Linked DNA regions of Zea mays: all the other regions are linked to region 3. The links are chromatin contacts, called in public Hi-C maps. All regions are on one chromosome and are shown on one strand. Each heading gives the region's core, a stretch centred on a gene start, on an enhancer-like site or on the middle of the called end of the contact. The rest is flanking DNA. Distances are from core to core; before and after follow the strand shown.

Region 1 (3,848 bases), core at 714-3,213, 130 kb after region 3:
TGATAATGTTTTGACTGGTTAGGGCAATGTGTGACAATGAAAATTAAATAAAATTTAGTACTACGGATTAAAGATGTTTGTCATTGCAGGGTCATTACTTCGTTGTTGTCTGATTAGTTCATCGACAGATATTGTGCAAATAGGTAAGTGTTGCACACAACTTGAAGGATACAAAAAAACAAGCAATTTACTCGATGTAAGCAGAAACAAATTCGACAAAATCAAGAACTGTGTGCTCATAGCATATGTTGCTGAAGTAAACTAAATGTTCATGGGCAGATATTGTGATAAAGGTCAGGGTTGTACACATTACTACAACAAAACAAATTACAGACATTGTAGAGAATGTAAGGAAATATAACAACACATAGTAAAGATATGTGTGTTCAGCCATATTTCGGAGAACAGAACAAAGTCATGTAGTTGTTGTAACAATATACAAACCAAGTATATCAAGGTCCAAAAAAATTAAGTATCCTCCAGTCGTATCCAAGGTTGACAAAAAATTGAGATGAAGTAGAGCAATACAATAAGGTAGGACATAGACCTAACAAATTTACTGGACATCATTCATATTAACTAAGGAAGTAAAGGAGCCTCTGAAATGTTAATGACAGTTTTAGGAACTGTAATAAACAATGTCCATTACCCTTGCTAGGCTAAGGTAACACATTTTGGCTTACCCTAGGATGAATCTTACTGGTACTTTACTAAAATGGTCTATTGTTGTGGACAGTGGGGAGCAAAATTTTTTGTCACATCACAAAGGCAGAAGCGAAGTGAAACCGTACTGTAAATATGCAGACCATTACAAAATATGGCAATCTCCATACCATTATGCCGTAATAGTTTGCAGTAACATGTGTTCCAGTAAATGTCAAGGATATTCAGCGGGACAGTACCATATAAATGTGTAACCCTAAAAGGCACACCAGATCCGTGGAGTTGTTTGCACCGCGGATAAATCGGGTGTTCTCGGATTTATTAGTTACGGTTAACAGGATTAGTCGATTCGTGTAGTAATTAGTTCATCATAGAGGTGCACATGAAGAACAGAAACCATAGGAGACGAAGGGCGTACCTGAAGATGCGAAGATTTGGGCCGAACGAAGATGAATCAAAGCCAAGGTTTCCGGATCCGAGGAACGCGTCGATGGTCGGAGCGGGAAACGAAGCAAGCTGTCGCGACGAACCTCGACGGAGTCGGATGTGCGGCCGCTTCGTCTTTGGTCGCGACCGGAGCTGGTTGGTCACCACCTCCACTTCGTCTTCCACAGACCCGACGGGGACCGGCGCGGAAGCTACCTTCCCGCGGACGAATCGCCGCCCCCTCGCCGGAAATCGCCGAATCGCAGACGCCTCGAACGGGAGAGAAGAGGAGCGCGAAGTGTCCGGTCGGTGGCGCGGGCGGATTCTTCCGCGTGAAGCAGCCGAGGGGGAGTGCACAGTGACGCCCTGCATCTGGCGTGAGAGAGAAGAGAGTCGCGGTGGAGAAGAGCGGGTAGCGGCGACCGATGCGGCGGCTAGGGGTGCAAAGTGTCCCCTAAATCGTGAACAGTGCTAGGGGAGGGGAGGGGAAGGGGGTACCGCTGCGCTCAGTCTCAGGGAACCAAACGCTGCCCCTGTCGGCCTGTCCCTGACATGGAAAAGCCTGTTGGGCCGATCCCGCCCCGCAGACTCGGCTGCTCCAGTCCTCCTGCAGTGCCGAAGCGGCTACGGGCTGCGGCCCGCATGCAGCTAGCGGCTCAGCCATCCCGCGCACTCAAATTTACTTGCGATGGAAAAGGGACCGACGCCACGCCAACAACAACAAGCATAGCAACACGGTCCGGTCCCGCATCGTACGGTCAGTCTAGCCTCTTAGACCTCTGGGGCCACCGGACAGACAGACCTAACCCTACCTGTCATTGACTACAAACTGCACAGCACCCCCTCGTTTTCCATTCTGCTCTGCATACTCGAAGTCGAAGGCAGCGCGGCAGGTAGCAGCAGTACGCCAGCACGCACACCACCAGCAGCAGTTGCCGGTTGGCCACCACCCGACGCCGGAGGCCTGGACGAGGAGGCGGCGGCGATGGCGGGGAAGCACGGGCGCAACGGCTTCGACGACGACAACGTCAACCCCTTCGCGGTGAGTGCTCCTTTAGTCACCCGCACTACCCTGTCCCTTCGGCGGCCTTTCCACTCGCCTAGATCTCGGGGGGGAGTTGGCGTGTTTCTCCGATCCGATCACCTCCGGGTCGCGCTCGCATTTGAGATCTGTGGCTTAGTTGCTGTTCATGTTCTGGTTCTGAGCGTCGTAAGGGTACGAGACGGCGAGATGCGGTCCTGCGGATATACGCGCTTAGTCTAGAGTCTGGTAATCATGTTTCATGTGTGCTGTGAAGGTTTTGTTAGAACACTCGTGGGAGGGGCTGCTTATCTCTAGATCTGTGCGTGCCCATGTCTGGAACTAGGTTGGATGTGAGATGTGCGGTTCTGCATTGAGCTGGCTTAGTTGTTGGGACTTGGATTCAGTATCAAATGTCAATAGCTTGGTAATGCGACCCGGTGGCCTTTTGCCTGTGTTGCAGGGCTTCTCCCAACTTTCCTGATCCGGTGCCACCTTATATGGCTTGCCAGGTTTTGATCATGCATGTTTACTGGTAATTGGTTAACACAACACAAACTGTCAAACTTAAGTATTGTTGTGCAGCAAGTCTTCAACCCGCTTGAATTTAATCGGCTGGTGTCTTTGTTTAAGTTGGTTTATTTCACATGCTTTTCGTTTTATTATGATATTATGTGTTGATTGCTCTATTTTGTGCAGAATAACAATCCAGCTGAAGCTGGTACAAAATATAAAATAGTATGATCACTGAGCTGAGTCTCCCAACTATTCCCTATCTTGCAGGGTGGAAGTGTTCCACCTGCCACCAATTCTCGTCTCTCACCTCTATCACATGAACCGGCTGATTTCTACAATGTGGACATTCCTCTCGAGTCGTCAAAGGTATAATCTCTTTCTACCTGGATCACTGCACAATTGAACCAAATTACAGTTCTGAGAACTATTTTCCCGTTGAGTAAAAAAGGAAGAGTTAACCCAGTTTCCTTTTCTAACTGAATACATGCACCCTTCATGATGTGTGAGCTCATGTATGTCATTCGTTGTACTGTAGGTATGCCAACTTGCCAAGTTGGTTTTGATTATTTATCTGATTTGTCTACATGTGGATAGCTCCCTCTCTATTTCTTACATCTGTTGATGTTGATATTTAGGATCTGAAGAAAAAGGAGAAAGAACTCCAGGCTATGGAGGCTGAGCTAAACAAAAGAGAACGGGTATGTTGCTTTATCATTGCAGAGCTTTCAGTCTGTCTGCTCCTTTTGCCAGTTATAGCAGTTCTGACAAATAAGATGCAAGTTTGTGTTTCACAAACTACTCTATGATGTGCAGTTTGTCTCTGGTACTTAATACATTGCCAAAGCTTTCCTAGTACTCAAATATTCATCTGAGAGGTTATTGCTTTGCATATTAATTATATTGTTTAAAAAATTATTCCTGCTGCAATACAATTGTTTTGAGAGAGCCATGTTGCTTTATATGTATTGTCTGTTGATCTTTTTATTGGATATTTGTTGCTTTTTCTGAGATACTGGAAATTTTGATTCAATGAAAGAAATGTTGTTTTTGTTGCTTCTCATGTGTATGAAACTTTGAGCCCATGCTTCATCTGTTTATTTACTTTGTGCGCCGTTCTTTATCTAAAATGCTTATATGATTCATTTTATTTGTCTTTGTTGACGCAGGAATTGAAAAGGAAGGAAGATGCGGCATCCCGAGGTACATTTCATCTTTGTTCATT
Region 2 (3,649 bases), core at 1,091-3,590, 85 kb after region 3:
CCTCTCCCCCCTTCGCGCTCGCCCACGCGCTCGACCCATCTGGGCTGGGGCACGCAGCACACTCACTCGTCGGCTTAGGGACCCCCCTGTCTCGAAACGCCGACAGGAAGGTCCAGGGCTCTCGTACGAGAAGGTGGCCGCACGGGAGGACGGGCTGACGCACAGGCTCTCTCTCTCCCTCGCGAACGCTTGTAACCCCCTACTGCAAGCGCATCCGCCCTGGGCGCAGGACAACACGAGGCTGCGGTTTCCCCTTACTGTTTTCCCCCTTGTGTTCCGTCTCGCGCCGACCCATCTGTGCTGGGACATGCAGCGACAATTTACTCGTCGGTCCAGGGACCCCCCGGGGTCGAAACGCCGACACATATATTCTCCCATACTCTTCAAACAACTTTGTGAGTGTTTCATTCATTTTAATCCAAACCACTTCTCCATGTATCTGTGGTCAAGCATACTCTTTGACAATTTTTCTTGAAGAATTCTTTTAGCTTCTCTTTCTCATTGTTGTAGGCACTAACTACATCTCTAGTTGCAATCCTTCTAGATGGAACCACAAAACGTGGGCAAGCCTTAGACATGAACTTCCTAAAACCTAGTCTCTCAGCAAAAGCAAATGGAAGCTCATCTGTAATTAACATTTCAGTAAAAGCCACCCTAAGCATTTCTGGATCAAACCTCCAAGCAGTGATGCTAGACCCACTACCATCTTCACTACATGCTTGCAAAACAGGCTGTTTGTCATCATTGATCTTATTAGGATTTTTTTTGCATACCTTCAAGTGTTTGCCTAATGCAGATGTACCATTGACTTTTGCCTCACACTTGATAACAATCTTGCAATAGTTGCACCTAGCTTCCTTCATAACACTAGAATTATTGTCTATGATCTTAGTGAAGCTTTGCCATACCTCTGATCTAGGTGCCATAGCTTTTCTTTTCTTCACCTCTTTCTCTACAGCTGCTTCAGCAATCTCTTTCTCAGGCTCTTCAGTTGGGTTCTCTGCCACTCGAACATTCTCTGTCAACGCTAGTTGAGGCATTGCCTCTTCTGCTTGTGACATCTGCAAATAAGCAAAGCAACACTGGAAATTCGACAGCTAGTTGGAAATTCTGCTTGTGACGCTAGTTGGAAATTCAATTATTCAAACAACAAGCTTGCAGCGGCATTCATATTTGCATGCAAATTGGAACAACAAGTTTGCAACAGCTTTCATATTTGCTTGCAAATGAGAAGTCGGCTTACATTGCAAGATTCCTCGCTGGTTGTCGTCGTGCCTTCGATTAGCTTACCTTGCGTGCTGGGTCGGTCTGCAGCGGGGTCGTGGGCACCGAGGAGCAGGACGCCGAAGCCGGAGTTGGAGCAGAAGTGCAGAACGCGGTGCGGTGAATCGACGCTGGCCGAGTCGCCGGTGCGGAGTCGAGTCGCCGAGACCGCGGAGACCGGTACAGAGTGGAGGCCTGTAGGGTTGGCGCTTCGCGCGGCAGACGCGTAGAGGGTAGAGCCGTAGAGGCGACAGGGCGGTGGATGATCGACGCGCTCACGCGCAGAGACGGCAGAGCGGCGGCGGACCAGTGCGGCGTTGTGCGGCTCGGGCTAGGGTTGCGGGCGAGGCGTGCGGCGTCGGCGTGCCTCAGTAGTCAGTTGGATTGGAGTGATGCCGTGATGGAGTCTTGGACTCTTGGTAAGGTAAGCTAACCGAATTGTGGCAAGGTAAGCTAACCGAACTGTGCGGTGCCTGAGTTGGGCCGTTCTATCTCGGTTTCACGTTTTGGGCCGAGGGACAGAGAGAGGAGCACTATAATTCGGTTCTTTGTGTCTAATCGGGTTTGGATGGCTGGAAACCGAACCCTAAACCGATACCCGAATAGAAGAGATCTATGAACCGAAACCCGAACCCGAAAACCGAAAACCGAAAACCGATCTATTCGGTCTATTCGGGTTCGATTCGGTTTCGGTTATCGGGTTAAAAATGCCCAGCCCTACATATAGAAGAGGATCTGCCTCCCTATGCACAAGCTCAGCAGAAGATAATGAAAAGAAAAATAGAGGCCTAATGCGTGCATTTTACTACCGTTATATTTGATGTTCCAAACAAAGCTGGTTATTGCTTAGTAAGAAAATGTCGTGTCGATTTTGTTCTTCTTTAAACTGGATGGCCACTTTCATCCCGTGTTATTTCTCATTATTTCAAAGAGATAATAAGCTACTTCGTTTTTTCATTTAAATGAAAAGTCATGGTAGAAATTTAGTATTTTCAAACGGAGAAATTGCTGGGCCTTGGTTGGACGGTGGACGCTGTCCCTTTCCCAATCCCAAACGAGAACAACAAGAGAGCAGCCCGCATCACTTCCTCGCTCTCCTCTCCTCTACGCTCCTCGTCGCGAGCCCGCGTCTCCCACGCCTCCCTCGCTGGCTCCCCCTCCCTCCGGACCTCCCCACTCCAGATCCAGTCTGGCCCGCCGCCGCCGATGTCCGAGGATCCCGCGTGCTCCCGCCGCTCGCGGTGCGACCTCGGCGGCGACGAGCGCTGGCTCTCGGGGCCCGCCGGCGACGACCACTTCGACCGCCTCCCGGACGCGCTTCTCCTCGTCATCTTCAACCGCATCGGCGACGTCAAGGCGCTCGGCCGCTGCTCCCTCGTCTCCCTCCGCTTCCACGAGCTCGTCCCCCTCGTCGACTCCGTCCTCGTCCGCGTCGACTGCGTCATCCCCGACGAGCCCCCCTCCTCGTCCTCGCCGTCGACGCCGTTCTCTCCTACGGCGTCCGTGCGAGCCCGTGGGGTCTTCTCACAGATCGCGCGCATCGTGCTCGGCGGCATCGTGAAGCCCATACAGGCGCTCGGTCAGATCCTCTCCCCCGCCAACTCCGCCTCTGGCTTTCCGGCATCCTCCGATTCCTCGCCATCGTCGTCCTCCTCATCTTTGCCACTGCCTCTTGCGGATGTGTCGCACCACTCTCCCTCGGAGGTGCTCCGCTCCTTCAAAGAGCTCCGCCACCTTCGCATCGAGCTCCCGGCGGGCGAGCTCGATATGGACGACGGCGTGATGCTCAAGTGGAAGGCCGACTTTGGGTCCACACTGGGCAGCTGCGTCATCCTTGGAGCATCCTCGGCCTCGGCCTCGGCCTCGGTCTCGCCCTCCTCCGCTGACTCAGATAGCACGAGCACCGCTCCCTCTGTTGACGGTGGCCGCACTGAACCTGATGAATGTGTCGATTCAGGAAGCATCCCGGAGTCGTTCTACACAAACGGGGGGTTTAAGCTGCGGGTGGTTTGGACAATCAGCTCATTGATTGCGGCCGCCGCCAGGCATTACTTGCTGCAGCCGATCATTGCTGATCACAAGACGCTCGAGAGGTTGGACCTGACAGATGCTGATGGCCAGGGAGTGCTCACCATGGACAAGTGCCAACTGCAGGAGCTGAGGGTGAGACCGCTATCAACATCTAGGGGCTCACACCGGACGCTCATGCCAGAGCTTAGCATGTGGCTGTGGTACGCACCATGTATTGAGCTGCCTGGGGGGCTGGTGCTAAATGGCGCAACGCTTGTGGCCATCAAGCCAAGTGAGGAAGGAACATGGGACACAGTTTGGAATGGGGCTGCTGGTGCAGCCTGGGTGTTGGATGCATTCGAGGAGCCGTATAGGA
Region 3 (3,656 bases), core at 90-2,589:
TTGCTGAGACAGAGACGAGGTGTTCTAAATTGCATGTACAAATATACTTTTCGTTGTTATCCCTGATGTTATAGGTACCACACCACCATCCCCACCACTTTTCTGTAGAATGTAGATCCCTTTTTATCCTGGCAGATTAAAGCATGAGTTTATGGTGTTTTTGACACGTATTTTTGCCCCGACCAGACCCAGTTTTAGTCAATGTTTTTCTTTTCATTCTTTTTTGTCCTGATTTTGGTTTCTGTCTGGCCTTGCTCAGCATGGCCTTCTTGTAAATATCTTTGCTTTCTTCCTATATAATGATACGCAGTGCTCTTGCGGGATCGAAAAAAAATGTTTTGTTATGGGGGTTGATTCAATAACAACATTTTTTAGTTTTTGGAGCGTAATCTCCGGAAGCAAATTGACTTGACAGTATATTTATTTTATCATTCTGATGGCAAATGGAGAAAGGACAGGCCTGCTGAGTGACGAGAAGCCTTACTATTGAGCCAAAGATCCTAGGTTGATGATCCATAGGGAGGAACCCACCTCATATATAAAATTCAATAGAAAGGGGTTTTCTCCCATGAATCCCCTCCAAGTTTGTTATATGGATTGGATTGGAGGAGATTAGCATGGATTAAGAGAGATTTTGACTTACTAGGCATTTAATCCCCTGGAATTCATATGGATTAAAACGAACATGCCCTCACTAGTCATCAAACCAACACAAAGAAAATGCAGGGGTAAGGTTGTTTCAGTTATTCTTTCCTCAGATCTCATTTATGTAGGAACCATTATTACTGGATCTGTCTTTTTTTTTCCTGATGGCAAATTGATGTTTGATCGTGAGAGAAAAAACCTGACTAGTAGCGTAGCGTTCTCTTGATACGTCATGTGTACCTGTTCTTGTACCCTGCTATGGCATAGAAATTCAATTGGCATGTTGATCTGGTGAATCTAATAAGTCTAACAGCGAAACAGCCTGTCGTCACCCCTTCCTTTCCGCTGTCGATGGATTTGCTTTGATGCTGCCTGCTTGCCTTACCCTGCACTGGAACAAAGCATAACTATCAGGCATTTGTTCTTGCATGATAAGACATGACAGCAAATGATTCGAGAGAAGAACAGAGCAGATGTGAAAAAGAACAGTTTGTATCTAGTGCGTACTCGTTGCTGTCTTTGGAATTATTGCTGCATTGTTTTCGAATCAAACTGAGCCTTCGCGTCGCTGCTGTATCTGTCACTTTGGTTATCGGTACATGTACGGACTTGAGACTAATAAACTGTTACAGCAAGCTGGTACCGACGGCTGTCATTACCGACCATTGGCGTGGTGCTCTAGCCGATCGGTACCAACTCGGACGGGCATAACGTTGGCTGATTGGCCCAGTTGGTAGGCCGGGCGGGTGACACGGGCCGCATTAGAGCAAGTTTTCAACCCATGGCTGCAAGTATATTTGTAACCTACCATTTAGCTCATCACTAGATATTCAGTATTAGTGCGCGAAGGAGTCTCTAGCCGAGTTAGTTAGGTGGTCTGATTAACACTGCTCAGATCTGGGTTCGACTCACCGTGGAGTGAATTTTCAGGCTGTGGTTAAAAAAATCCAAAAATATTGGATCCACCCTCTCTCTTTCTCCTCTCCGCACCTCAGCATTTAGTGAGCTTATAACCTTTTATTATACTTGCTCTTAGTTTGGGCGCTGCTGGTATCAGCTGGTCGGTACCGGCCAATCGACATGTTGATGCCATAGTCGTTACCGATTGGGCTGGATGGTAACAATGGTCAATATATGATGTGACCGTTTTTTATTAGTCCAAACTGTTTCATTCGTTTGAATTTTTTTAAAAAAAATCCTAAAAATAGAGAGGCTACTTGGATTTATTTGCACACTTTCAACTCCAATTATCAAGTTCTCTCTTTTATTCACACACTTCTAATCTCGTTTTAATGCATTTGCTTTTGAACTTTTGTTTCGATATGGATTTGAGGTGGAGCCCTAACATGAAACATTCACAGACTTGCTCAATGAGCAATCTCCGTGACATCCTGAGATTTTGTCGGTGTGAGGTAAATCTTTTTCGACAATTTTTCTCCAGTCCACCATTGGCGATAGAAAGGTCTTGCTCATCCCCGTGGTCTAACTCAACAACCTCTCTTTCCATACTCATATGCTTCTTCATATCAATGTGACCATGTGTCGATGCTCCTCTTATTGAGCCTCCAACAATCGACGCTCCTCCTAGACTAATGAAGCACTTTCCATCGATACTCGTCCTTTATAACCTTTCACTTATTCGCATCCTTCTCTGTATCTATAAATGGTATCCATACGATCCTCCTCTATATTGCTCGAATGGTCCTCTTCTATATACTCATCCTTATGGTGCTCCTCTCACTTTCCCTCCCACGTATGGTGCTCTTGCTCCTTGTGCTCCCTATGGTGGCACCAAGTAGCAACAACAATGTGCCCTCTAAGCATGCATTTATATACTCTGGTGCATCGTAGTTCCAATAGCGATTAGATTGGACTAAGACGGATGATGAAAGGCTTGTAAGCATATGTATGTATACCTGTACCTTTATGAATTTCATACTTTTTGTAATTTGAGATCATTTTGTCAGTAGGTACACGCATGGTTAATGCATTTCATTGACGGCATCATTTTTTTTGTTAACTCTATTGATAATAAAAACTGTGCAATGAAGCTGTACGGAAGCCGTTTCCTGATAAATCTATAAATATAGAGCCGAAACCAGCCTTAGACTACGTCGGGCTCGGACCGTACCAACCAGGTAAGCCCCGATAGACCGAGACCGAGACGGCGAGGCCACCTGCTTGCCGCTCGGTGCCGACGACGACGCATGGCCAGATCAGACCATGCACGCCGATGGGTGATGTGGAGCGGTGGCTATCACTCGACGCATGGTACGCGTGAGCTGTCAGGCTCGAGCTCGGACGACGATGCCAGGACGCGTCCCACCGGACGGCCGGTGCAGCCACCGTTTGGCTCCTCGTCGCGTCCACGCGATCACCACCACGACTAGTGAGCTGTACGAGTAAGATGCGCTCGTCCTCGCCAGTGCCACGGCGCACGTACGCGGCAACGGCCGGAGCACGTGCACCACGTACCGAAGCCTGCTTCGAATCCTGTGCGGCTGTTTTTTAGGCAGCTGCATGCATATATGAAGACACCAATTAGCAACAGACCATACAAACAGAACTAAATATTAGAACGATTACAATTACATAGTCAGTTAAATATCTAATACTATAGTCGATTTGAATGGCACATGCAATGCCACAGGGTTACATAGCCACGATGATGACGTTGTGTTGTCAGCCTATTTCGAGCATCCGAACGAGGTTGCCCACAATGTCATAGTGTGACCGCAGTCATCAAAACAGAGATTCGGCTTCGGCTTGTTCGGATTGAAATGAATTAAAGATGATTGAAGATCGTATAGGAGGGGATTTAATCATCTCCAATCTCACTCAGTTCATCTATAACTATAACGGAACGAGTCCTGCTAATGCAGTTCTAGAGAACATTCCGACAATGCATGATTAAACATTGTATTTCAAGTTTTAAACTAGTAGACGAAAATATCAAATTAGTGCAATCCACGTCAAGCTATATGCACTTGTGGCAAGCCGGCAGCTGACGG

Evidence for each region. A called contact is a pair of places that touch in the nucleus more often than the background predicts.
Region 1: a Hi-C map of leaf shows a contact between it and region 3, with 6 times the contacts expected there. The contact joins the promoter of LOC103635827 here to the enhancer-like site in region 3. A contact is called at or near these places in 4 of 25 Hi-C or Micro-C datasets (ear, leaf and tassel).
Region 2: a Hi-C map of leaf shows a contact between it and region 3, with 5 times the contacts expected there. The contact joins the promoter of LOC100284879 here to the enhancer-like site in region 3. A contact is called at or near these places in 11 of 25 Hi-C or Micro-C datasets (ear, endosperm, leaf and 3 more) and 2 of 3 datasets of contacts at active chromatin or transcription factors (leaf and seedling).

What each region holds. Positions count from the first base shown.
Region 1 is chr8:124,912,770-124,916,617 of Zm-B73-REFERENCE-NAM-5.0, reverse strand. It overlaps LOC103635827 (secretory carrier-associated membrane protein 3-like), which reads left to right and starts at 1,963. Exons shown (of 12, transcript NM_001346770.1): 1 at 1,963-2,131; 2 at 2,894-2,992; 3 at 3,262-3,324; 4 at 3,793-3,826. The coding sequence starts at 2,075.
Region 2 is chr8:124,953,630-124,957,278 of Zm-B73-REFERENCE-NAM-5.0, reverse strand. It overlaps LOC100284879, which reads left to right and starts at 2,340. Exons shown (of 2, transcript NM_001372147.1): 1 at 2,340-3,649. The coding sequence starts at 2,470.
Region 3 is chr8:125,037,379-125,041,034 of Zm-B73-REFERENCE-NAM-5.0, reverse strand. LOC103635830 (ubiquitin carboxyl-terminal hydrolase 25) reads left to right here. Exons shown (of 10, transcript XR_004852025.1): 10 at 1-219. Among protein-coding and RNA genes, the nearest start is that of LOC103635830, 22 kb to the left of the region's middle. Within about 2 kb of position 1,339, at least 19 of the 20 cell types and tissues checked have an H3K27ac peak or open chromatin away from gene starts, as enhancers often do. A contact at or near this core is called in ear, endosperm, leaf and 2 more, where this site is marked.